Regions from separate parts of the Mus musculus genome. Here regions 2, 3, 4, 5, 6 and 7 are each linked to region 1. Evidence: chromatin contacts called from public Hi-C, HiCAR-type, HiChIP or PLAC-seq and promoter capture Hi-C data. All regions are on one chromosome and are shown on one strand. The core of a region is the stretch at or near the end of the contact, and the rest is flanking DNA. Distances in the headings are between cores, read along the strand shown.

Evidence for each region. Promoter capture Hi-C pulls out the DNA fragments that hold promoters and counts their contacts. A called contact is a pair of places that touch in the nucleus more often than the background predicts. HiCAR-type assays count read pairs that join an accessible place to other places. HiChIP or PLAC-seq counts read pairs in DNA pulled down with a chosen protein or histone mark. Capture Hi-C pulls out chosen DNA fragments and counts their contacts.
Region 2: a contact with region 1 is called in an H3K27ac HiChIP or PLAC-seq map of embryonic stem cells, with 4 times the contacts expected there. The contact joins the promoter of Nup210 here to the promoter of Abtb1 in region 1. A contact is called at or near these places in 1 of 484 Hi-C or Micro-C datasets (B cells), 1 of 115 datasets of contacts at active chromatin or transcription factors (embryonic stem cells) and 2 of 9 other capture datasets (liver and pancreatic islet).
Region 3: a Hi-C map of CD8 T cells shows a contact between it and region 1, with 8 times the contacts expected there. The contact joins the promoter of Fam136a here to the promoter of Abtb1 in region 1. A contact is called at or near these places in 1 of 39 promoter capture datasets (pre-B cells), 1 of 484 Hi-C or Micro-C datasets (CD8 T cells) and 2 of 9 other capture datasets (adipose tissue and liver).
Region 4: a promoter capture Hi-C map of adipose tissue shows a contact between it and region 1, with 3 times the contacts expected there. The contact joins the promoter of Lsm3 here to the promoter of Abtb1 in region 1. A contact is called at or near these places in 2 of 39 promoter capture datasets (liver and pre-B cells), 2 of 484 Hi-C or Micro-C datasets (CD4 T cells and regulatory T cells) and 2 of 9 other capture datasets (adipose tissue and liver).
Region 5: a contact with region 1 is called in a HiCAR-type map of embryonic stem cells, with 4 times the contacts expected there. The contact joins the promoter of Chchd4 here to the promoter of Abtb1 in region 1. A contact is called at or near these places in 3 of 39 promoter capture datasets (cranial neural crest, liver and pre-B cells), 1 of 115 datasets of contacts at active chromatin or transcription factors (embryonic stem cells) and 2 of 9 other capture datasets (adipose tissue and liver).
Region 6: a promoter capture Hi-C map of liver shows a contact between it and region 1, with 4 times the contacts expected there. The contact joins the promoter of Tia1 here to the promoter of Abtb1 in region 1. A contact is called at or near these places in 1 of 39 promoter capture datasets (liver) and 1 of 9 other capture datasets (liver).
Region 7: an H3K27ac HiChIP or PLAC-seq map of thymic regulatory T cells shows a contact between it and region 1, with 13 times the contacts expected there. The contact joins the promoter of Nat8f4 here to the promoter of Abtb1 in region 1. A contact is called at or near these places in 1 of 484 Hi-C or Micro-C datasets (CD4 T cells) and 1 of 115 datasets of contacts at active chromatin or transcription factors (thymic regulatory T cells).

Annotation. Positions count from the first base shown.
Region 1 is chr6:88,840,021-88,843,222 of GRCm38.p6, forward strand. It overlaps Abtb1 (ankyrin repeat and BTB (POZ) domain containing 1), which reads right to left and starts at 1,915. Exons shown (of 12, transcript NM_030251.3): 1 at 1,749-1,915; 2 at 818-880; 3 at 690-745. The coding sequence starts at 1,804. Podxl2 (podocalyxin-like 2) reads right to left here. Exons shown (of 8, transcript NM_001347327.2): 8 at 2,537-2,956. The coding sequence ends at 2,747. Gm15612 (predicted gene 15612) reads left to right here and starts at 2,834. Exons shown (of 3, transcript NR_045880.1): 1 at 2,834-3,076.
Region 2 is chr6:91,114,979-91,118,142 of GRCm38.p6, forward strand. Nup210 (nucleoporin 210) reads right to left here and starts at 1,848. Exons shown (of 40, transcript NM_018815.2): 1 at 1,640-1,848. The coding sequence starts at 1,806. Gm30364 (a long non-coding RNA gene) reads left to right here and starts at 2,243. Exons shown (of 4, transcript XR_003956467.1): 1 at 2,243-3,164.
Region 3 is chr6:86,364,026-86,367,520 of GRCm38.p6, forward strand. Fam136a (family with sequence similarity 136, member A) reads left to right here and starts at 1,621. Exons shown (of 3, transcript NM_025591.3): 1 at 1,621-1,794; 2 at 2,585-2,725. The coding sequence starts at 1,708.
Region 4 is chr6:91,514,633-91,517,765 of GRCm38.p6, forward strand. Lsm3 (LSM3 homolog, U6 small nuclear RNA and mRNA degradation associated) reads left to right here and starts at 1,403. Exons shown (of 4, transcript NM_026309.2): 1 at 1,403-1,446; 2 at 2,416-2,526. The coding sequence starts at 1,426. It overlaps Xpc (xeroderma pigmentosum, complementation group C), which reads right to left and starts at 1,256. Exons shown (of 16, transcript NM_009531.2): 1 at 1,074-1,256. The coding sequence starts at 1,167.
Region 5 is chr6:91,471,196-91,474,815 of GRCm38.p6, forward strand. Chchd4 (coiled-coil-helix-coiled-coil-helix domain containing 4) reads right to left here and starts at 2,228. Exons shown (of 3, transcript NM_133928.2): 1 at 2,121-2,228. The coding sequence starts at 2,142. It overlaps Tmem43 (transmembrane protein 43), which reads left to right and starts at 2,512. Exons shown (of 12, transcript NM_028766.3): 1 at 2,512-2,703. The coding sequence starts at 2,692.
Region 6 is chr6:86,402,418-86,405,892 of GRCm38.p6, forward strand. Tia1 (cytotoxic granule-associated RNA binding protein 1) reads left to right here and starts at 1,802. Exons shown (of 13, transcript NM_011585.4): 1 at 1,802-2,105. The coding sequence starts at 2,080. It overlaps n-TGccc4 (a tRNA gene), which reads left to right and starts at 1,476; the gene lies at 1,476-1,546.
Region 7 is chr6:85,903,192-85,906,571 of GRCm38.p6, forward strand. It overlaps Nat8f4 (N-acetyltransferase 8 (GCN5-related) family member 4), which reads right to left and starts at 1,747. Exons shown (of 4, transcript NM_029331.3): 1 at 1,521-1,747.

The sequences.
Region 1 (3,202 bases), core at 665-3,164:
CTAGCAGATCCCTGCCCCAACTGAACCTAGTGGAGCCCATGCATAGTTTATTATATGACAGCCGGCATTATTACAAAACAGAACCAAGGGTGACTATGGCAGTGGCAGCCACATGGGGAGAACTGTGAAGTGAGGTGGCTAAGCACAGGGACTTGAAAGAAGCGGGAGATGCATAGATCTAGGAAGGAACTCCAGTCTAAGCAGGAAGTACTGCAACTGAGAAGACCCTGAGGTAGGAGATGGGTAGGTCTAGTGGGGCAGCCAGCAGGTGGGAGACCCAAGGAAGGCAAAGTGAGAGGAGGTCAGAGTGGGTCTCACAATGTAGCCCTGACTAGCTTTGAACTTAAGATAATCCCTGTCTCGACTTTTCTCTCTCCCAATAATTTAATTGCAGGTGTGGGCAACCATGCCCACGTGCTTTTATCCCAAACACTCCCATCAGCTTTGCTGTGGAAAGATCCTCCTGCCTGCAAATATGGAGATCAGAGAGTCAGTTTAGCAGACCAATGGTGGTACAGTACAGGAGACAGCCCCAGAACTGGCCTGGGTGTCAAGGGTAACGTGAGAAAGTGGATAGAGGGTTAGAGAGTACTATGTGTTGACTTTAGGGAGTTAACAAGAAATCAAGGGTGCATACAAACATGGAGCAAGGTCTCAGAGCTTACAGGCAGACCCTGACCCTCTCTCACCATTAGCCAACAGGTAGCGCACCAACTCCTCATGCCCACAGAGGCAGGCATAGTACCTAGGAAAGGGGGAAGCTGTCAGTAGGGTAGGCCCACCCTGCCCACCCAGCTACCCCACCGCTCACACTCACAAAGGGGTGCTGTCCCACTTATCCCGCACGTTCACCTCCACGTCTCGCTGCTCCAGCAGGTACCTGGGCAGGAAGTTCAAAGCCTGGGTCAGAATTGCTTCTCATCTGGGAGAGAGACAACCAGGAAGGGGAAGGAGGCCACATCTCTCTGGGCTAGGGAATGCCTCTGAGAAGGGTAAGGCCTGGGACTACACAGGTCTGCAAGGGTCTGCAACTGTGAGTTGGGTGATGGCTTCATGGACAGAGGCCAAGCCCCAGGTTCAGAAGGCTGAGAATTTGGTCTTTTAATATCTGGGAGAGAGAAGGTGATGGGGCCCCTAATTCAGCCTGGGGAGCCAATGGCAGGGAAGTCAGAAGAAAGCTGATGCAGGCACTGGGGGCGGGGAAGGAGGGGAACAGAACAGATCTATGGAAGAAGTGGAAAAAACAATTGATAAAATGTTGAGGAGAAGAGGTCATGAACCAGAAAGCGATCACTGGGACATGGCAGCCCAAGGAGGCTATCTGAGGCAAGACCTGAACTCTCAGAGCTGCATTCAAATTGAGGGACGGATCATTAACTCTGAGGTGGCATCTGGTGTCGGAGAGAGCTGCAGCTTGGTCACATCTGTTGAGGACCAGGGGACTTGGAAGGAAGGGCCATGGGAGAAAGGAGTCTATCAAAGAAAAGGGTCAGGATCCTTCTCTTCCCTGCCTGCCCACGGAGATCACGGTCTCGGCGCCAGGCTGGTAACTGGCTGCACCAGCGGCGCCTGCGCCTCTTGGAACCTCCACGGAGAGGAGTCGTTTCCCTGCACCGAGCTAAGTAAGGGACCTAGAGCCCGATCTCCCTGACTCGGTCAGCTTCGGGAGCCCCACGGCGCCCAACCCCACACCCGTGCCCGATAAGCCCTGCGGACGCCTGCCCGCCTCCTGCACTTCAGGTTCTCACCGCACACGGCCCACGTCCCCTTTCCTGCAGCTGGCAAACAAGTCGCTGGTATCCATGGCGAAAGAGACTGGACCCCCGGCCGAGTGATCTCGGGAGTCGTCTGTGCCCGGCCGGATGTAAACACTCACCGCCCCGCCCCTCGCGGCACGGCCTAGCTATGCCCGCCTGCGACTCCGCAGCGGCGCCTGCCGCCCGGAGGACCGTCCGGCCCGAACCCCGCCCTCGCATCCAGAAGGCCGCTCCCCAAGGCCGCACCCAGTAACCTTAACCACGCCCACTTAGCCTCTGGGGACTTCTAGCCTTCACCCCGCCCACCCGTCTAGAGGACAACTCAATTCCCCCAGGTTCCGCCCACTCGCCCGAAGAATAGCTCACTACCAAGACCCCGCCTCCTCAGAAGAGCTTCACCGGAAGAGCAGTTCGCTGCAGGCCCCGCCCACATTTCTTGGGATCCGTTCTGAAAACAGCACCTCCCACAGGCTTGGAACGCTTGTCAGTCCTGAGTCTAGCTCGGTTCAGGTCCCGCACATCAGGCCGAGGCCTCGCCCACCAGGACTTTTCCCAGCCTACTTCAGGCTCAGCCCACCCGGCCTGGTTCCACCCAGATGACCTTATACTCCCTACCCTCCGCCCACATATCCCTAACCACGCCCACAAACTCCATGAAATTCCCAGCCCACCCGTCCTTGGCCACGCCCAGCCAGCCTCCCTTGCCCCACCTACTCCTCCAGGCCCATCCCACCCACTCCCCGGAGTGCAGCCCTCGGAAGGCAAAAAACAGGCGTGGAGGCGGAGCGGCCCGCGCGTCTTAGCGGCTTTAATGGAGTCCTGGCGCGGGGAGCGCGCTGGCCTCGGGCAAGCGCTCGGGGCCGGGCAGGGCGGGGTGGGAGCTGCGCCGCGGTCGCCTGCTGCGGTGGGGAAGCATAGTGGTCCGCGTGGAGGACCGGGAGGGGCGCGGGGCCGTGGCGTCGGGCAGTCTCGCGCCCGTGGCCCGGCGCTCACAGGTGAGTGTCCTCCTCGAACACGTCCGAGTCCTCAGGGTCGCGTTTGCTGCCCATGAGCGCGCTCCAGCTGCTCGGGCCGTTGATGGCCCCACCGTTCAGGCTGGGCTGCTTCTCCTGCATCTCCGACTGGCTGTCGCTGGCCACGTCCAGCGTGGGATTGTCGTGGCAGCCGTTCTCCACGAAGCGCAGCTCCTCACCGTGCGACTGCAGCAGCAGGAGAGAGCGCTAGGCGCGCACAGTGGTTGGCCACGCCAAGCCCCCAGGGTACTACTCCCTTGGGGCCCAGGATACAAGTGCCTGCAACTCAAACCTAAACCTCTGCAGGTAAACCCTGTGACCCCCTTGGTGTCACTTGATCCCTTCCAACAGCGCATTATACATGAGACAGCCCACTCAAAGCATACGAGATAGGGCAGAATGTGCAGGGCCTGCCCCCTTTCTCTTGTGCAG
Region 2 (3,164 bases), core at 598-3,097, 2.3 Mb after region 1:
GATCTATGCTTGACTGACAGACCAGCTTCCGGTTGAGTAAGGGGGAAACTGCAACCAAACACCTTCAAAGAAGACACTTTTCAACCACACCTTAGGATGAAAGCCACCAGACACTAAACAATCCAGAGGGTACTTGGCATGCGTCTGAGGTATCTGAGCTTTTGAATGTCTTTCCCAGTCCTCCTACTGAGAATATAAAAATCTGCCAAGACCCATCAGCAACTCTCAGGAAAGTGCAGTTAGAGAGGAAGTAAAGACAGAAAATGTTATTCTAGGAAGAAACATACAGAACTTCCTAGGAAGCAGCACACAAATACACGCCAGGAGATTGATTCCCTTGGAGCCAGCTGTTTTAAATAGTCAGCTTCCTCTCTCTGGCCCATCTATCAAGCAGACAACTTCAACAATGGAGTGAGCATGTATCCCTCCAGAGTATTAACAGCTGACCTCCTCACTCAAAACAAAGCCCCAGAGAAGAATAAACACTTCCCCTTGGGTAAAGCATTTACTCCAAACTGCAATGGAAAGACTCTGCCTCTTCATACTCCAGAGGCCAACCTAAAGACACTCCAGACTGACCTCAAAGCGGCACTACTGCCTCAGCCTCCCTAGTGAAGTAATTATAGAGGTACAGTGCCACCCCCTATGAGGCAGACTTTTAAAACAAATTAAATTTGAGAACTACATATAGCAGAATGTGGCTCTGAGCTCTGGGCATCATATAGAACATTAACACACACACACCTAGCTAGTTAAGCCTTAGCCTAGATCAGTGGTTCTCAACCTTCCTAATGCTGTAAGCCTTTACTACAATTCCTCTGTTGTTGAACTGTACTAAAACCATAAAATTATTTTGTTGTTACTTCATAACTGTAATGTTGCTACTGTTGGAATCATAATGTGAATATCTGACAGGAGGCCCCAAACTGGGTTTTAACCCACAGGTTGAGAACCAATGACCTAAACACATTCTTAAGGAGGCTGGCAGCAAAATGTAGCCTGAGAGAAGGAAGGGACTATGTCGCACTAGTGAGGGTGTGGGTCAAGGGTGTGACCTGATCACACCCTACTCAGCCTGCACCCAGCAACGAGAAGTTCTCCCTTCATCTGCCTAGCCAAAGGCTGGACCGCAACACCCTGCTGGAAGCCAGGTCATCAAGGCAGACCCTACTCCACCAGCATCTAATTCCTTTGCCTCCCACTTCTGAGCTGGAAAATGGTCCTTTCATCCAAGATTTAATGACTCTCCCTAAGTGGCTTAACGGGTGTGGTGTGTCTCCCACAGACTCCTTGCCCAGGTCTCTACAGACACTCTTCTCACACCAGTCAGGCGCCAGGGGTGAGTCCCACCTCCCCCGTCTCCCACAGACTCCAGAGCGTGGCTGCTCAAGCTGGAGCTCCTCAGGGCCCTGACAGCTGGGGACCGAGGCCACGTGCGGCGCTGCCCTCCATGGCCCGCGATCACAGCCTCCTCTTCCCGCGCAGCCCAGACGCGAGTGGCCCAGGCGCCATGCGCAGAGAGAGAGCGCGCGCGCCGCGGGGTCACGCGGGGCCGGCTGGAGCGAGCACGCCACGCACCTGCGGCCCAAGCCCCCTCCCGCGCGCACCTGCCGCCTCCCGCCGGGCCCGCGCGCCTCACCAGCGGTAGCAGCCCTCAGAAGCTTCCAGAGTGAAGTTCACGCGCGTGGCCCGCGTGAAGGGCAGCAGCACCTTGGGAATGTTAAGCTTGGCGGCCGCGGCGGGACCCACTACCTGCAGCAACAGCAGCGCCCAGAGCGCCGGCTGCACTAGTGAGGCCCGCGCCATCCTCCCGGCCTCGCTAGCGCCCGGGCGCGCGCTCCCGCGCCCTCCACCGGCGCGCGCTGGGTAGCAGGTGGCCGCGTGGGGCGGGGCGAGCGCAGTGATGGGCGGGACCGGCGGGAAAGCGGAGAGCACGCGCCTGGTGCTGAGCCCCTAGAGCGCGCCGAATCCTGCGAGCTTTTTCAGCCCCGGAGCCCGTAGCGCGTGGCCTAAGGCCTCTGCCGCGCGCCCGTCTCTGGTGGCAGCCTTCCAGCAGGCTCGCTCTTGTTCATTCCGCCTTGTCTGGAGCCTCTGGCGGTGGAGCCAGGACATAGCACTAAGACAGGCGCCCTAGGACAGTGTGGAGCGCTCACTGATTAACACCCCCCCCCCCGCCCCCTTTCCAAAGCCACACTTCCCCAGGGGCCAAGAAGGTCTTGAGATATTCCGGGATCAATCCATCAGCAGGACAACACTGGGAACTTCCTGTTAAACAGCCCCATGGATGCTCCAAGGGAAATATCCGAAAGGTTAGTGAGGGAACAACACGTCCCTGAAAGTAGACGGTGCAACCTGACTTCAGCTGCACTAGGACCTGGATCGACCAGCGGGATCTGGAAGAAAAGTGACAGGCTGATGTCATGCATAAACAAAGACTTGAAGCTGAATTTCAGGCCGGCTGGGGAAGCCTCCTGGAGGAGAAACTCTCTGGAATGGATACTAAGGTCTCGCTGGGTTTCTGAGAGGCCACCATTCCTAGTCTATGTAGTTTTTGTTTGTCAGTTTGACACCAACTAGTGTCTTCTGGGGAGAGCAGCCTTAATTGGGAAAATACCCCCATCAGATTGGCCTGTAGACCTGTTTATGGAGCATTTTCTTAACTGATGATTGATGAGGGAGGGCCCAGATCACTGTGGGCTGTGCCACCTCTGTAAAGGAGGTTCTGAAGTGTTAAGAGAGCAAGCTGAGCAAACCATACGGAACAAGCCAGTAAGTTGTCTTCCTCCGTGGCGCTGGCTTCAGGTCCTGCCCTGGTTGAGTGCCTGGCTTCCCTCAATGATCCAGTGTGGCTGGGATAAGGAAGCCGAATAAACCCTTTCCTTCCTAACTCGCTTTTGCCTTGGGACATTTGGATACAAGGAGGGACATTTGGAGGGCACCCTCAGGCCCTAAGGACCCTGGACCAGGAATGGGGGTGAGAGGAGCTACCCAGAAGAGGACAAGTCTTCCAGGCTGGGTACCACGTGCTACAGGAGGAGGGAAAGTTCCACCATCCTCTTCCAGGAAATAAAAGAAAAGCAACGCTCCTCCAGGGTGTCTGTGCAAACTCTTCCTGCGCGTTCTTGGTGATGCTTCATTGTTTTTAGTTTCCAGCGCTGGAGATC
Region 3 (3,495 bases), core at 371-2,870, 2.5 Mb before region 1:
ATACTGAAACTAACAAAGTTGTCTTACCAAAGGCTTCCCACCAGATCTCAGTGTGACTAACAGCATTACTGTAGAAGCAGCTGCTGAAACTACCATGATACACATTAGAAATAAAGGAGAAAGTGAGAAGTGTTAAACTGTGCCTTTATTAGAAAGAATTTTCTATGGAATCTGGAATCATGAAGTGAGTCTCAAGAGTCTTGCCACAGTCTGGTGTCTTCGCGGCTGAGGCAGCCATCTTGCCCTGCTAGGATTTAAATATTCCAGAGTCTTCCCCTCCCTTTGCTTTGACTTTGTGCACAGTGAGAGAAAAATGGACACTGAAGGGTCCGCTTCAGACCCCATTCAAAGTACTTGCAAAGCACCTGGTCTGTTGGGTGACCACTGCCATCGCCCTGGCTCCAGCTGCTCCTGGAAGATCCCTGTAAGTCCGGCTTCAAGTAGTGGACACATTTTATCCCCAACCCTGGTATCTGAGAGAGGGAAAGCCCAGCCATGGAGGAACACAGCTTTTCTCAAAGGACAATGGGTTGTGTGGCTTTTCCTACCCTCAAAACAGAGCTAGCCTGCCATCTAGTGGCGAATCACAGCAAGTGCCTAAAATCTCAAGCACTCTTCACACGCTAGTCTTTTTTTTTTCGTTCCAGGCTATTCCACAAAGCTTCAACCTTTTTTTTCTGTTTTGCCCTCTGAAGCTTCCCGTACCTGCCTGTCATTCTTTTCCTTCTCCAGAGTGCCAGGCAAGGGCCTTCTAGTTCAATACAAAAATTCAATGCTAGCTCGCCGAGAGAGATTTCCCGAAACACTCGAACTTTCCCTTATCTCTATGGGACCACTTATAGCCCAAGCTCTTCTAACGCAGCCTTTAGTAGCCCTCTTCCTAACCTAATGATGCTCCCCTCTGCATCGGCCCATGGGAAGAAGGGACCACTTGTGTTTCAGAGATGACTGCATAAGACAGTAGAAATGGGAACACGAGAGCACATGGCTGACAGAACCAATCCATTCAGAAACAGCTCGCCCTTACTCAACGGTCTCGCTATCTACAGCCCCTCCATACCCCCACACTACTCTTGAGACAATCTAGAATACCGTACCCTTTACTCGCAGTAACTAGTAACTCGGCATAAATGTTCACCAGCTGGGGAATTGACAAAGCAAATTGTGGTATGTACATTTAATGAAATTCTGTTCGGCAACAAAAAGAAACCAAGACAAAGATAGCAATAATAAAATCTGATCGAGCTGTACAAGAGCTGCTAATTACATTCGCTTTTTTAAAATTGGGATTGACAGAGGGAGAGAGAGAAAGAGAGGAAGAAAAGAAGTCAGACGACGAAGAGATCTTTGGCCACCAAAAGCCTGGCTCCACGGAAGAACCAGCGGCGCGCCCGCTGTCTCCTGCCTGAAGTTGCTTAACCTAGACGCCAGGGGGCGATGAGGATGCGGGAACGGGAACGCTTACTGAGGACAAGGGCGCAATGGCCAGGGGCCAGGGCGAGGTACTCGGAAGACTGTGCGGTGACTCGGTGGGGGGTCGGGCTCAGCGCAAAGGGGCGGGACTCACTAGCTAGGGGCGGGGCGCAGCCGAGGGCGGGGCGAAGCCGGAGGGTGGGACTCAGTGGCTTGAGAAGCCCGCACGGGCGCAGGGGGCGGGGCGCAGCGGGTGCACACGCGGGCGCCGGCGCGGCTGAGCTCAGGGTCGCCATGGCGGAGGTGCAGCAACTCCGAGTGCAGGAGGCTGTGGACGCCATGGTGAAAAGTGTGGAGAGAGAGAACATCCGGAAGATGCAGGTAGCGGCGCGGTCCGGCGCCCAAACGGGATTGGAAACTCGGGCGGGGGTGGCGCGGTGACGTTCGAGCTCCGGGCCTCGCGTGGGGCGGTTTCCTCCCACCTGGCCTCGGTGACGAGCGTTCGGCCGCCCCTGAGGTGATCTGGCGCGAGGCTCGGAGGGACCGGCCCAGGAGAACCACCAGACCGAAATCCCTTCGGGCCGTCCTGCGCTGATTTAGATGCCACGAACCCTGAACGCCCGTGAGCGTGGGCCCCGTCTCCCTCACCCTACTGGCCTCGCTTAACTTCACCCCTTAATCACCCTCTACTGTTTCGATCGCCTTGTGGGGCGTTGACTAGCCAGGCCGACCTCTGAACTCTGCTACAGAAATACAAAAACTGATTTTCAGAACGTGGTTTCTTCCGGTTCAGTCTTGGGTACATTATCTTATCAGTGAGCTCATAGCAGCACACAGGGTCTCTTTTAACCCAGGTTGACTTCCAACCCCCGATCTTCCTGCCTTCACCTTTGGAGTGCGAGGATTACAGGCATGGGCCACCACCCTGGCTTTGTGCTGTGCGGAATGGAACGCAAGGCTTTCTTAGAACTAGCAAGCGCGCTCCCAAGAACATATATCCCCATCCTACAAATGTTAGGCCTGGTAACCGTCCCAGTCTTACGAAGTCCTGATGATACGGCGGGAAAAATAAAACAAAACAGGTAGAGAAGCATGGCCTCCAAGGCCTTGTCCTTCGAGAGCTGTCCTCAGAGTCTTTCCAGTCTCACCAGGCTCTGTCTTCGCTCCCCAGGGCCTCATGTTCCGGTGCAGCGCCAACTGCTGTGAAGACACCCAAGCATCTATGCAGCAGGTGCACCAATGCATCGAGCGCTGCCATGCGCCTCTGGCTCAAGCCCAGGCTCTGGTCACCAGCGAGCTGGAAAGGTTCCAGGTCAGGAATGCCTCACAGCTCCCAAGTCCTTGAACAGCAGCTCCTTGGCAGGGGATGAGAAACACTCGTTCTGCCTTAGGTCCTGTCAACACTGGTGGGAGCCCTGGTGTCCGTGAGGGTTGATATTCTGGAAGAAGCCCTGGGTGTGCTGTTAAGTTGTGCTATATTTGCCACAGAAACAGTAATATAAAAGAAAGTTACCAAGGGGGTTTCTAACCAAGCACCTTTATGCCTTTTTGATGTACCAAATACAATCTATGTTGTGTTGTATAAAATTCCTTAAAATGTATATTAATTTGGGGCTGTAGAGATGACTCAGCATTTAAGAGTACTAGCTGCTTTTCCAGAGATTCAGTTCCTAGTACCCACCTAAATGGTGGCTCACAGTTATCTGTAATTCCAGTCATAAGTGATCTGAAGCCCTCTTTGGCCCTCTGCGGGCACTGCACAAATGTGGTGCACAGACATTATATTTAGGCAAACACATAAAAAATAAAATCTCAAAAACAAAAGCTATGGAGCTGAAGAAATGGCTCAGCAGTTAAGAGCACGGGTTGTTCTTCAGAGTCAGGTTCAATTCCCAGCACCCACACGGCAGCTCACAGCTGTCTGTAATCTCAGTTCCATAGGACCGGACACCCTCACACAAACATACGTTCAGGGAAAACACCAATGCATATTAAAAAAAAAAAGTAAAGGTATAAACTTACTTTAGTTATTAATTTTTCTCTGATTGTTTCATACAGGTAATGTATTTTAATAATTTTCTA
Region 4 (3,133 bases), core at 153-2,652, 2.7 Mb after region 1:
CAGGAGGATTAGACCGGAAGTCAGACTTCTAGACCAGCCAGCTGTTTAAATAAACAGGAAAAAAAAAAATCAAAATAAGAATATCTGAAACGGAAAGATCCAGATTTCTAGGCCAGCCTGCTGTTTAAAATAAACAGGAAAAAATCAAAACAAGAATATTTGGAAAGGAGACAGAATTGTGACAGCCTCTAAATCCTGTAGGAAACCAGCTAAGTGAGGAAGATGCTATACTTGCAGAGCGCAAGTCTGAGGGGGTTTTAGATAAGAAGACAGAGGCATGAGGTTTTGTTGTTCTACATCCGTTTGGCTGCTAGATGATGACCTGAGGCAGACAGATGAGAGGAAGCCAGAAAAGAAGCAACGTGAAGTTCACTTACTCAATTGTGGACAGGATCTCCAGCTATAAAATTAAAGAGAATTAGGTACAGATTTCATTGGTTCCGAAGCTGACTGGACTTGCTGCCGAACTGGCAGTTAAGAAAAGGTGTGATTTATTGAAATGGAACAACTGGAGGATGGATTTGTTTAAGAGGGAAGATGGAAGTTTTGCTTTGTTCAAGATCTAGGTAAGAAGCGCATTCTAGCCAGGGCGCAGTGGCAGACACGGGTTAATCCTAGCTCTAGGGAGGCAGAGACAGGTGGATCTCTTGAGTTTGAGGCCAACCCGGTCTACAAAGTAAGATCCAGAACAGCCAGGGCTACACAGAGAAACCTTGTCCGGAAAAACAAAGCAACAACAACAAAGCACATCCTAAACTCTGGAGTTACACTGGATGGCAGTCGGGAATTTGGAGAGAGATCTCGCACGCACTAGAGTCTCCCTCCGTCTTGGTTTTGGGGTCTCCTTGAGACACCTGGTAACTGCGAAGCTTTCTGCTGCTCAGCCTTCAACACTTGCTTAGAGGCTGAACTTGGCTCTAATGGTTAACAGAGGGGTTTAAGGCTGATAGCAGAGGCCCTCGGGGACGCCGCGCACCCGGCCGTGGAGACCTTGCCACAGGCGCAGATCCGCTCCGCCGCCCGCACCAGCCTCAGCCACCACTGCCTGGCATGTTGCAGACTCGGCCTCTCACCCGCAACGCTCTCCTCGTGCCGGGCTACTTTGTTGTCCTCGGTTTTCTGGCCCCGCTTCCGCCGCCTTCCGTCTGCGGTGCGCTTTGGGGCCATGCTAGCCAGAGGCGTTCCTCGGGACTACCGCGCAGGACGCCGCAGGTCTCCGCGTGCCCGCCCCGCCCGGAGGCGGGCCACGCCTGGCCGCGCCCCCAGCCCAGGGTAGGACCACGCCCTCGAAGGAAGCCCCGCCCCCATGCAAACTACGAGGGCGCGAAGGGACAAAAATAATATAGTTCGCCTTCAGTGCGTGGCGGCCTAAGGTTTCTGAGTTCCTGTTCCCGCGAGAGGTGGAAAGGGCGCAGCGTTTGAAACATGGCGGACGACGTAGATCAGGTAAGTTTGACCTGAGGCGTTCGAAGAGGAAATGCTTTCGCTTCTCGCTTTTTCCACGCTTCCCGTGGGATGGCCCTTTTCTTTTTTTCCGAGTCACCACGGCCTTCCGTAGCCGGGCCTGCTCCTGAAACCTCCGTAGGCCCAGAGTTTCTCAACCCGCCCGTCTACCCATCGCGCTCGTCGTCGCCCTTTCTCTGTAGAATGAATGCAGGCGGCTGGAGATGCCCATCTCTGGGAGCTAGCTGTCGGGATTCCGACAGAAAGCGGGAGGTCGTAGCAGGACACCAGTTTAGCAATCCGAGTGAACACGGGGGGCACAGGCAGTGGTTCCCTTGGAGTGAATTACGAGGGGAGGTCAGAGGAAAGGTGCAGTTCTAGGAGATGGAGAAACTGCTAGAGATGGAGTATGAAGAAAACAAGCAAAGATCTGGTACACAGGCCAACAGAAGGGCCTACGGGCCTCTGCACCTACCCTTCCCTATTTCTTAGGTAGCTGGTGTACCTTGGCCACCAAAATGTCTTTCACACCCTCACATGCACACACAGCCCCTGCACACACACACACACACACACACACACACACACACACACACGTACGTACGTGCTACCCTACTGTGTTTCTCTCCAGAGCATGTTGTTTTAAATATGTATAGCCCCTGCACACACACACACACACACACACACACACACGTATGTACGTACGTACGTGCTACCCTACTGTGTTTCTCTCCAGAGCATGTTGTTTTAAATATGTATTTATTTAAAGTGTTTCTTCCACAACTAGAGTGTAAGTTCCTTAATGGGGATTTATTGGGGCTGGAGAGGTGGCTTGGCAGATAAGAGCGCTTGCTGATCTTGGAGACAACCCTGGTTGTGTACTAGCACCCACATGCTGCTCTCTCAGCTGACCAGTGATTGAAACACCACCCGGCCTCTGTATCCTATGAGTAAGCCTTTGCCTTTCCTCAGCAACAGACCACCAATACCGTAGAGGAGCCCCTGGATCTGATCAGGCTCAGCCTGGATGAGCGAATTTATGTGAAAATGAGAAATGACCGAGAGCTTCGAGGCAGACTACACGTAAGTCTGTTAAAACATCTCAGAGCCAGAGGCTGCATCCTACCTCCTTACAAATTAGAACTGCAGTGTAAACTTACTTTTTTGAATTTCTTTTGGGAATTGGAAAATCCTTCTATTCACTTTTAAAATATGTTTTCCTTAACCAGAATGGTTTTTTAGAGAGGGGTGGGACTCCGGTGAGACAGAACAAGGCATCTGATCCCCTGGAGCTAGAGTTACAGACTGTTGTGAGCTGCCTGATACGCTCAGGTCCTGTTCAGGAATCCAGTGCTCTTAGCTTGAGCATCTCTCCAACCATAGAGAACACTTTCGTTTCCTTCAGTTTTGTCTTCTGCTTATTTATGAATAAACTTGTTTGTTCTCTTGGGTTTAGACAAGGTCATACTAGAAAACCTGGCTAGCTTCAAACTCCAGCTCCCTCTGCCTCTCTCCTGAGAGCTGGGATTACAGACATGCTCTTCATTCTTGGCATTGTCCTGGATTTTTTAAAGTTATTGGATAGGGTATTTTAGCTTTTGACATATAAAGCTCTGTTTTGTCATGAAAAGAATTAAATAGCAGGCTAGAGATAGTTTGCCTAGCATGCGGCAAAGCCCCTACCCTAGCA
Region 5 (3,620 bases), core at 978-3,477, 2.6 Mb after region 1:
GGCATGAGCCTGGGGTCACTCTATTAAATCCTGAACACCCACAGTATACTAGGCCTTCTGCCATCTCTCAGCTTGGTGGGAGATAATTTCAGTGTGTTTATAGAGACACAAAGTATCAGGGAAGACCTGGTGGCATTGAAGCTGGGTTTTTTGCTTGTTTTCTTTCTCTTTTAAAAAGATTTATTTATTTATATGAGTACATTGTAGCTGTCTTCAGACACACCAGAAGAGGGCATCAGATTCTATTATAGATGGTTGTGAGCCACCATGCGGTTGCTGGGAATTGAACTCAGGACCTTTGGAAGAGCAGTCAGTGCTTTTAACCACTGAGCCATGTCTCCTGCCCATTTCTCTTGTTTTTTTTTTTTTTTTTTTTTTTTTTTTTTTTTTTTTTTTTCCTGAGACAGGGTTTTCCCTGTAAAATAGCTCTGGCTGTCCTAGAACTCAGAGGACTCCACACACCTCTGCTTTCCAAGTGAGGGATTAAAGGCATGTGCCACCACGCCCGGCTTTGGGCTGGTTCTTAAAGGATAAGTTAGCAATTCAGAGAGCTGGAGGAAGAAAGCACCTGACAAAGGGCACAGCCAGAAGAGCTGAGGAGCAGGAGGAAGAACATGAGACTGGAAGAATAACACCGCATGGTCTCCTAAGTCCTTACATACTATTTTTTGGTTTGTTTTTGGACAGGATCTCACTATGTAGCTCTGGCAGGCCTGGAACATGCAATTTATTTTACACTGGCCTTGAACTCACAGAGACTGTAGGTAGCGGCATGTGTTTTTAATTCCAGAATTTGGGACGAAGAGAAGAATTTGAGTTAGGGGCACATACTGAGACTGTCTCAAAAACGGAGAACCACTAAACACATACACACACACCTTTTGAACCAGGAAGAAGACGGGCTCTATGTTGCATTAGCAGCTGATGGACCCATCCTCCTTCCTGAAAAACCCGAGGTCTGTAAATCCATCAAGAGGGGTAGAAATGTTTATCTGCATAGCCTCCTTAACTCAAAGACTCGTCATCAACCTACCAACTAGGTTGGAGGAAACAAAAGTCATCCTAGGAATCCGCCTAACAGTGCTGGGTCAAGGACTTTCGTATGCGGAACACCAAGTGCTAACCAACAGAAACAGTCCTCGGGAGAGGCACCAATGATGATGCTGGGAAGGAGGGGGTTCTACAGCGGACTGGGGCCTTCTAACTGGATGTATGGCCTTGGGTGGATCACTTCCTCCTTTGTACCTCATGTTCTCTAGACTTAAGAGTAAAGGAGCTGAGAATTCTGGGTGAACCAAGTCTCTCTGTAGCTTTGTATTCTCAAGAGCCCTCCAACTCTTTCCTGCCTTGGGCACGTGCTTCGTGAATACCAGAGTAAATGACGCCTGATCTCTCAATTTACAGGAGTGGAAACTAGGGCCTGGCGGGTTTGGCAGCTCAGACATAAGAAGCCAGTCAGTGCTGGGAGACCTTAGAGCAACAGATTGGTCTGGATTCTTCTGGGTTGCTGCTTACAGGTAACAACAGGTAGTGAGTGGTCCTCAACGTGGCTAGAAATGACGGAAGAAAGGAAGCTCTTTCATAGCGGGTCCCGGTTTCGTGACCTGATGTGGGTTCCTGGATCGAGTAACCTGTCTTAATTTTCCGTTTGATAAGACGTGGACAGTAAGGGAACCCGACATATAAAAATGGCTACGTTAAGTTTAAAAGCGTGCCTAGTACACAGAAGGCGCTCACTAAATGCTCCTGCCAGATGCACTTCAGCACGCCCACTCTAGCCCAAGCGGTAATTTTTCGGGATAGCTAAAAAGCCTGGGCGGGATAGAACCACGTGGGGAGTGCTAGGAGCGACGGTGTCTAATTCCTAACAGTCCCCGATTCCCAGCCAGAGACAACGTGCTCCACACTGGCCAGGCCCACGTGAGGCCCTCCGAGGCCCGGGTTCGGGCTTCACCTTGACCTTGGACCGGCCTCGTTCCTCACGGAGCCTCTGCCTCTCTCGTCTGGAAACCGCCGCGTGAGGCCCACTAAAGGGCCCACAGCCGCTCGGTGGAGACCACTTGATCGCGTGTCTCTCGCAGGCCCGTCCCGGCCGGTCTCCATGGCAGCGCCCGACTCACCTTCCTGCCGGCAGTAGGACATGGTTGTTCCCGACAGTCCTCTGCAGCTCGCAGAGGCAGCGGGCGCGGCTGGAGCGGATACACCTTCTCGCCGTGACCTCCCTCGCCGCTTCTCAGGCCTGGCGGGTGGCACTGAGGCCCGCACAGACCCGCCCCCTCCAGGCCTGCCCGCCGCGCGCCTGCCTCCGCGCGTCCTAAGCACCAGAACCGCTTCTCAGTCGAAAACTACACTGACCAGCAGCCCTTGCGCCTCTCCAACTAGACCGATACTACATTTCCCAGAAATCTTGCAGCGCGCACGCGCACCAGTGAAATACAGTGGTTTGTAATTTTGTGGCGAACGTGTCAGACGTCGGACTACATTTCCCAGCAGCCCTTAAGATGCGCACGCGCAGACAACTTGAGGCTTAGGCAGGGCGGTAACTTTTGTCCTGCGTCCCGCCAGGTCCTGGATTCCACGAGAAGTCTTGCAGCTCTGTGGCAGACAGGAGGTCACCGTATTCTGCGTTCCGGTCGTCAGCCCAATTCCTAGCGGAATAGAGCAAGACGGCGGCAGCGAACCAAGCCCACCATGGCAGCGAACGTAAGTGCTTCCTGATGCCCGGGTGACACCATCATCCGGGCCGCTTTTTCCCTGGATCCGCGCTGGGTCTTACAGGGGTGCTACCCCAGTGGGTGCAGCTGCCCTCAGCTCTCTGAGCTTCTCCATCTCGGGCTGCGCGTTTGTGGGCCTCAGCAATTAGTCGAGTCCGCTCGTGCACGGCTGCTTCTTCCACTCCTAGTTTCTCTCTGGGCCCCTGGGGATACGAAACTTGGGGAACTTGGGGAACTGAAGGACCACGGGGAAAGTGTCTATTGGTGAGCAGACTGATGAGGTGATCCTGCCCAGGTGGAACTGTCCAGCAAATGCTTCTTTGGTCTTCGCTCCCTAGGGGGTGTGTACTCAAAGGCTGTGTGATGCTACTGTAGCTGGACTAGCCTGGCTGGATGACGTGGAGAGGGAGACTTTTCTCTGCTGCCGGGTTCCTGGTGCACTGATTTGGTTAGAGCCCCTAGCTGAGGATAGTTCACCCAGACCTCTGGCCTCTTCCTACTGCAACTAGTCCTTAAGAATTTTCCTAGTGAATCTTAACATTCATTCAACAAACGGAGCAACACCACCTACTAGGGGACTGGGTGTGGGAGAAGCCGGTGAGTCACCAGTGCCTCTGGTGAAAGCGCCTCTGAAGCCATCTCAGGAGCACTGCCAGCCCCAGGCACACCCTTACTCCCTCCTTGGTAGAGTGTCACTACAGCCCTCCTTGGGCCTGTTACACCCTCTTCCCAGGCCCCTCCTCAGTCCGGCAGACTTCACCTCCTGGGAGGCCGGAGTTTGTTTCACCCACTGTGCAAGCAATATCTGTTTGGCATATTGTCTGGCCCTGGCAGGGGAAGAGAACCAAAGGTTAGGAATGCTGCACTGGAGCCAGAGGAGAAGGCAACCAGCAGGCCAGCCTGGCA
Region 6 (3,475 bases), core at 552-3,051, 2.4 Mb before region 1:
TTTGGAAACAGAGGCAGGCAGATCTCTGTGAGTTCAAGGACAGCCTGGTCTATAAAGTGAGTTCCAGGACAGCCAGAACTACTTTTTGGAAACCCTGTCACCAAAAAGAGAAGAGGTATGTTTCAAGAAGACACACAGTGTATGATTCTGTTTGTATGAAATACTCAGAAAGCAAAACCATAGAGTCAGAACGATCACTGGGCTGGAAATGGGTAAAGCTTGTTATTGTTGAACACCTATGCTGATAAACTAAAAGCCATTTTAAATAGATTTCCACCCACCCCCAGAGTGTTCAAAATACTTTAAACACTTAAATATTTGCCATACTCTTCTTTAAAATTATTGTTTGTTTCTTTGTTTGTTTGTTTGAAGAGAGGCGCTTGCTTCTAAATAGCATTGGTTGGCTTTGAACTCCTGAACTTCCTACCTACTTCTGCGTTCTGAAGTGTGGACAATATTTGTTTTCTGTCTATAATATAGACTCTATATAATCTGAAAATATGACGTACTCTAGAGATAATTATAGAAGTAGAACTCCCAAATGTGGGGTGGTGGTGGCTCATGCTTTTAATCCCAGCATTAGGGAGGCAGAGGCAAGAGGATCTTTTGAGTTTGAAGCTAGTTTAGTCTACAGAGCTAATTCCAGGACAGCCAGTTCTGCACAGAGACCCCCTGTCTTGAAAAACAGAAAAGTTGAAAGAAAAGAAGGAAGGAAAGGAGGGAGGAAGAAGGAAAGAGAGAGGGAATCCCAAATATGGCAGAGTACGCAATTGGTTCTCAACCTGTGGGTCGCGACCCCTTTACCACCCCTCTATCGCTGAAAGTATTTACATTACAATTCATATCAGTAACAAAATTACAGTTATGAAGTAGCAACAAAAGTACTGTTATGGTTGGGGTCACTACAATGCCAGGAACTGTATTAAAAGGTCGCAACATTAGGAATCTTGAGGACCACTGATGTAAAAGAACGACATTGGATACAAAAACTTTCACGTCTTTAATAAATGCTTTACATAATATGTATAGTGTAATAAGAAAGGATAAAAAAAAGTACCGGAACCACATTCCAGAGCCATAACTCTGAACCCTAAGCAAGGGCTGACTGTTGAGATTCTTCTCACCAATTTGCAACAGTAACTCTGTTATTACCAGCTTTTCGATTACATTGGGTATACAAAAGAAATCCAGACATAAATATGATTCCTGCTCGCAAAGTATTGCTTATTGTCAAGTAGACCTTATTTTCTTACCACAACTCTTACTTCTAAATAATAAGCAAAAATGAAAGTCGAGATTTTTCTCAAACAGCCACTCAACAGCATTGGTATGAGAAAGAATGAATCGTTTCATAAAGCAACGGAAAAAGTGCAAGTATCAATTCGTTCTAATTTTCATTTACATAAATCAAGAATCCAATAGGCAGAGATACTAACGTATCTCCTATGAGTTTTCGGACGCCCAAATCCTCAACAGCGCCGCTGGTGTAGTGGTATCATGCAAGATTCCCATTCTTGCGACCCGGGTTCGATTCCCGGGCGGCGCATGTCTTTTCTCTCTTTAAATAGTGTGCAAAAAGAAAATTTTCCTGCTAGAAAAACACCTGCTATTTTATTTCTTTAACCTCCCCAAGGATTTTTAATTTCACTATATAATTCACAAATGAAACACTCCGCTCTGAAACTACAGAAATCCTAAACTACTGGCATTGCGTCTGCGCACTCTGAGCCATCCCTTGCCTGGTGGCAGCGCGGCTGCGCACCAAGTGAACCCCGTCCTTGAAGCCTAAACCCGGCTGCCAGGAGGGTGAGCATGCTAGCTGGCTGTGCGCATGCGCGGCACGGGTCACTCGGCTGCCGGCTCCTAGGCGTCCGGCTCGCCGCCATCTTGGATCGGGGTTTCATTGTTCGCGGTAGGCCGGGCCTTTTTTTGTGTAATCGCTGCCAAAGAAGAAAGCGAAGTAGCCTCCGGTCAAGCGAGGAGGCCGGCTCTTCCGCAGCCATAGCCCGCCTCAAGGATTTGGGAGGTAGCGAAGGGCAGGGAGCTGGACCCTGAGGTGCCGCCGCGACCGCAGCAGCCATGGAGGACGAGATGCCCAAGACTCTGTGAGTCTGGAGCAGCGTTGAGGGAGGCGGGATGGTGGTCGCCCCGTAGGGAGGCCGCGGCCCTGCGCCTCTCTGCAGCCTATTGTTCTCCGTGGACGCCGCGCTGTGGTGGTTCCTCCCTCCCGTGCGCACGCCAGGATGCTTAGAGCCGAGCCGGGCCGAGAGGACGATGGCGGGAGAGGGGCTCGGCCCCTGTCACCCCTCGGCTGGCTGCACCCGCGGCCCCCAGACCTGGAGGAAGGACTTTTCATTCAAAGCTCTCCTCAGGACTCGGCACGTCCTCCTGGAGTCCCATGCTTGCGTCCTTTTTTTCCCCGCCCCCTCTTTTCGATGAATCTTTTCCAGATTTCCATCTGGAACGTCCTTTCTCTTTTCTTTTGGTAGGATTTTTTTCATTTTTAATTCTTGAAGGCTGAGGTTAAAAACTTTATACTTGCAGTTGAGAACTGGAAAGAAAAAAAAAAAAAAAGCCAGACATCTTTCTCGAAGGTCTTCGGCTTTCCCTCTGTAGTACTCCCCTGACCCTCGACCAAAAAACCTAACTGGACACCCAAGGATGTTGAAACCGTTCTTAAAAAATGGAAATCTCACTCGGAGGGATGCATCTACCGAGGGAAAGTGGGTTTCATTAAAACATATTTACCACCATTTGCGACTAGTGGTTGACATTTTTATTAATGGAGTAACTGTGGTCAGTCAGGTGTAAGCATCTTTAGTGAATATTTTGTAACTCGAGTCTAGGATATTGTCTTTGTCATGTAACTTCCCCTTGCATTCTTTGTTTTTCAACGCACGGGTTGAGGCGGTTGTGCCTTTGTTGGGTTTCACAGGGCAAAAAAGAAAAGCTCAAGAAATTGTGGGTTTTGGTTGTTGTTTTTTTCTCCCGGTATATTTGAAGATTGCAACTTGATGTATCGTGCATATAGTTCATATAAATGAAGTAGGATGAACATGTATCATGTTACGGGCCTTAACTCTGCACCTAGTTCCTGCCATAGCTTTTTATTTCTAGAATCCTGGTACTTTTAGAGCTATGTACATTTAGGGTTCTTTTTGACATTTTCTAGTTATTAAAATTGTTCTGAAGTACAGATACGTTATTCTTTTTCCCCTCGCCCATTTTCAATTTCTTTTTTCTTTTGTTTGTTTTGTTTTATTGAGACAGGGTGTATCTCTGGCTGTCCCAGACTCACTATTACAGACCAGGTTGGCCTAAAATTCAGAGATTTGTCTGCCTCTGCCTTCTGAACACTGTGATTAAAGTCTGTGCCATACACTTTGCCCCAATTTAAATTTCAAGTTGCTATTTTTAATGTATTATGTGAAATATACTTACTTTTTTTTTTTTTTTTTTTTTGGAAACAGGGTCT
Region 7 (3,380 bases), core at 497-2,996, 2.9 Mb before region 1:
TGGCAGAGACCTCTCCAAAGGCAGGAGAGCTAGAGAAGGCCCAGGTACAGGGGCCCCAGATGGCTCACAAAGCAGCTAGACAAGGAGAACAACCTTGCTTGAAAGAAACCAAGCTACCTGAGGTCAGGCTCTGAAGTGAGTCTGGCAGAAACAAAAGGCATGACTTATGGTTAATTCACTCAGGGGTGTGATTTGCCACCATCTTGCATTCCATGATCTGTCAGCATCTCATGGTTTGTATGGTCTGAAGGAGAGCCTTGTCTGAGTTGACAAAGGAATCAGTTGGGTTGGCAGAGAACCAAGAGACACAAAGTTCACTGAGACCAGAGTGAAGACATTAAGACCTCTGAGCCTCCAACCATGTGGACATACATTTTGGAGCTAAATTGACAGTAGATTTAACAGGATTCAGGTGGGGCTGAACACCATGAGCACATGACTATAAAAGAATAACTAAGACCCTACTGGGGCAAGGCCATGCTTAGGAAACTCATGGCTTGTCTGTCCATGCTGCCTTCAGTTTTCTTTCATATGGTAAACCAGAAGCTGGAACCCAGGTCCTGGTGAAAGCTGCTGTTACCGACTGAAGGCAAAATGCTCCCTATAAGTTTATACATTTAAATATTGGTCTCCAAATGGTGTCACTGTTTTGGTAGGTTGTAGACTCTTTGAGGCCTAGGTAGCATTAAGTGGGACTACAGGAGTAGGCTACATGGTTATAGTCTACTCAGATGGGGACCTGAGTTCTGTTCCCAGCTTTACCCAGCAGCAAGGGCACATTCCTGCCAAAGCCAGAAGCTACTCCTGCTATGTCACAGACCCACCTACCCACCCATCCCCCAATACCCTAGCTTAGTCAATCCTCAGGGAAAAAGCCTATTTGTGGTCTCTTGTGCTACTGGAATTGAGTCTCTGCTGCAGAATAAGGATAAGAACCTGCAGTGGCAGGTCCTTGTTGCTTCTCACACATTCTGTCCTTGGTGGCCTCCTTAAGAGCAGTGCCTTGATCTTAAGCCATTCACTGCCTCCACAATGCCAAAAACAGGAGGTTTCACCTCGGTTTAACATAGTGTCCGGGAAAACTCAGTGTCCTGAGGAACGCCCCTCTTGGTTGAGGGTGTTAATGTGGCCCCAGTCTTCCAAGCACTCCTGGAGCTCCTTCAATCAAAAACACTCACTCACCTCCCCAAGTGGATGCCTCCCTAATTCCTCCTGAGAGCCCACTTGATAAGAGTCCAGAATGTTCTTGCAAAGGGCAGTGAATCTTCCCGTGGTGGTACTCTGTCTCCACCCCAGGGAGAACCTGAGGGTTTCTAAGGAGAGCCAGGAGGCTGGCTAAGAACAAAGGCACGACTCAAAACACCATTTCAATTTCCACCTTTTCCTGAAAAGCACCTGTTTTCCTCTCTGTCAGCAACTCAGGCTCTGTGCTGAGGAAGACTCATCGGAAGAAGGTGAGGGCGACACCCACCAGCATCTGAAAGACTTCCTGAGCAGCTCAGCAGCTCAGCAGCTCTCACCTTGGGCGGGAACTGTGTCTTCCGGAAGTGGCGGACTTGTTTCCGTGGGGAAGATCTTTCTGGGACGACCGAGACTAAAGGTGAGCTCCGCTCTCAGGAACTGACCCAGCGAGTGCTTCTCCTGCCTTGCGGACACTTTTCTCCTGAGATGGTGAGCAGACTCCTGGCCCAAGTTCACTGCGCCCCCTCCAAGGCCAAGTGTGAGAGCAGGTGTAAGAAAGGGGTGCGCGCCTCAGCGCTGCTCTGGACGCGCGGCGCCCCCTGGCGGCAGGATCCGAGGCTGAGGCAGGATCAGAGAGCAGAGGCCACTGAAGATCTTGTGCTTGTAGGAGTGTGTCTCTACTGGTCTCTAAGGCTTCATGCTCAGTAGGTACTCAGACTTTGCCTTCAATCACGATGTTTCTAATTAAAAAAAAAAACACTCATTTCACTACTTTAATAATCTTGTGTATACAACATACCTCGAGGTCATGAAACTACAGTCCATAAAGAGTCAGAGAAAAGTAAAACAACTAGATCAGTGTTACTCACCCACAGAGACCTGTGTGCAGAGCACATTTTCATTTGTGAGGATGCTTCAGGCTCTGAATAATTCTTATGATGTTTGACCCATGGCCAATTTGGTGGCCACCATCAGATTTCCCACGACAAACTGAAAAATGACGATGAGAACTACATGGAAAATATGTTCAACCACTTGAAAGGAAAGCTTGTATCTGAGAGAAAGGAAGCCCATGACTGAGGAAGAAGGCGGTCCAGAGATGTCTCAGACAGAGAAAACACTAGTTCCTTGTATTTTTTAGCTACTAGTGGTTTTGAAAGATATCTTAGCAAATGTCACTTCAATTCTGATATCATTGAAGAGGGTGGAAACAAATGTTACCTAACATCTCAAACGGAAAGTCATCAGGTTTGTCTAAACATTCTTCCTGACATAACAAGTACCTAAGCAATCAACACCGTTAGGGGCTGGGAAGACGAGGCAAGGAGTAATGCTCTTGCTGGACTCGCATGAGCACTGGGATGGTGAGAACCCCACACCCAGACTCTACTTGAAAATGCTGGGAGGGGTGGCAAGGGAGCCATAATCTACATGTTCAAGTCAGAGGAGGACTGTTAAGAGCTAGTTCTTGGGCTGGGCGGTGGTGGCACACACTCAGCAGGTGGGAGGCAGAGGCAGATGGATTTCTGAGTTCGAGGCCAGCCTGGTGTACAAAGTGTGTTCCAGTACAGCCAGGACTACACAGAGAAACCCTGTCTCTAAAAAACAAAACAAAACAAAACAAAACCTTCCACTGTGTGATCCTGGTGCTTTACTTGGCGTCCCTACCATGGAAAGAGTGGGATAAAGAGGTGGCAGGAACTCCTCAGTCAGTGTTGGTGTGAGGCTGCTACTGTCTGCACTACTAATGCCAGTGTCCAAGTTAGCCAGCTCCACAACACCTCTAATGCCCCACCACACTGTGAATGCCAGTGCAGGGATGAGCTGCCCCGAAGCAACCCTGTAAGCAATGCCAGTTACTAAACACATCCTCCACTTTGGCCTGTGTGCTGCTGGTACAGTTTATTAATGTGTGTCTGGAAGATGATTGGTGAAGCTCTTATTTTCTCCTTGAGGTGTGTTTGATCCCTGTGAGCCTCAGATCAAGAAAACAAATAAAGTGTTTCCATTTCCCAGGAAGGAAGTTAACAGAAGTTCTCATGACTCTCAAAGGGCAGTTTGAGCCCATGTAAGAACAATGGTCTCTACAGTAACCAGTGAAGTCCAGAGCCTGTGTTATGCTTTGGAAAAACTTCTCATTTCTACCTAGAATGTGCTGTGAGGAAAGGGGATGTAGGAGCTAGGGATAGGCTCAGTCA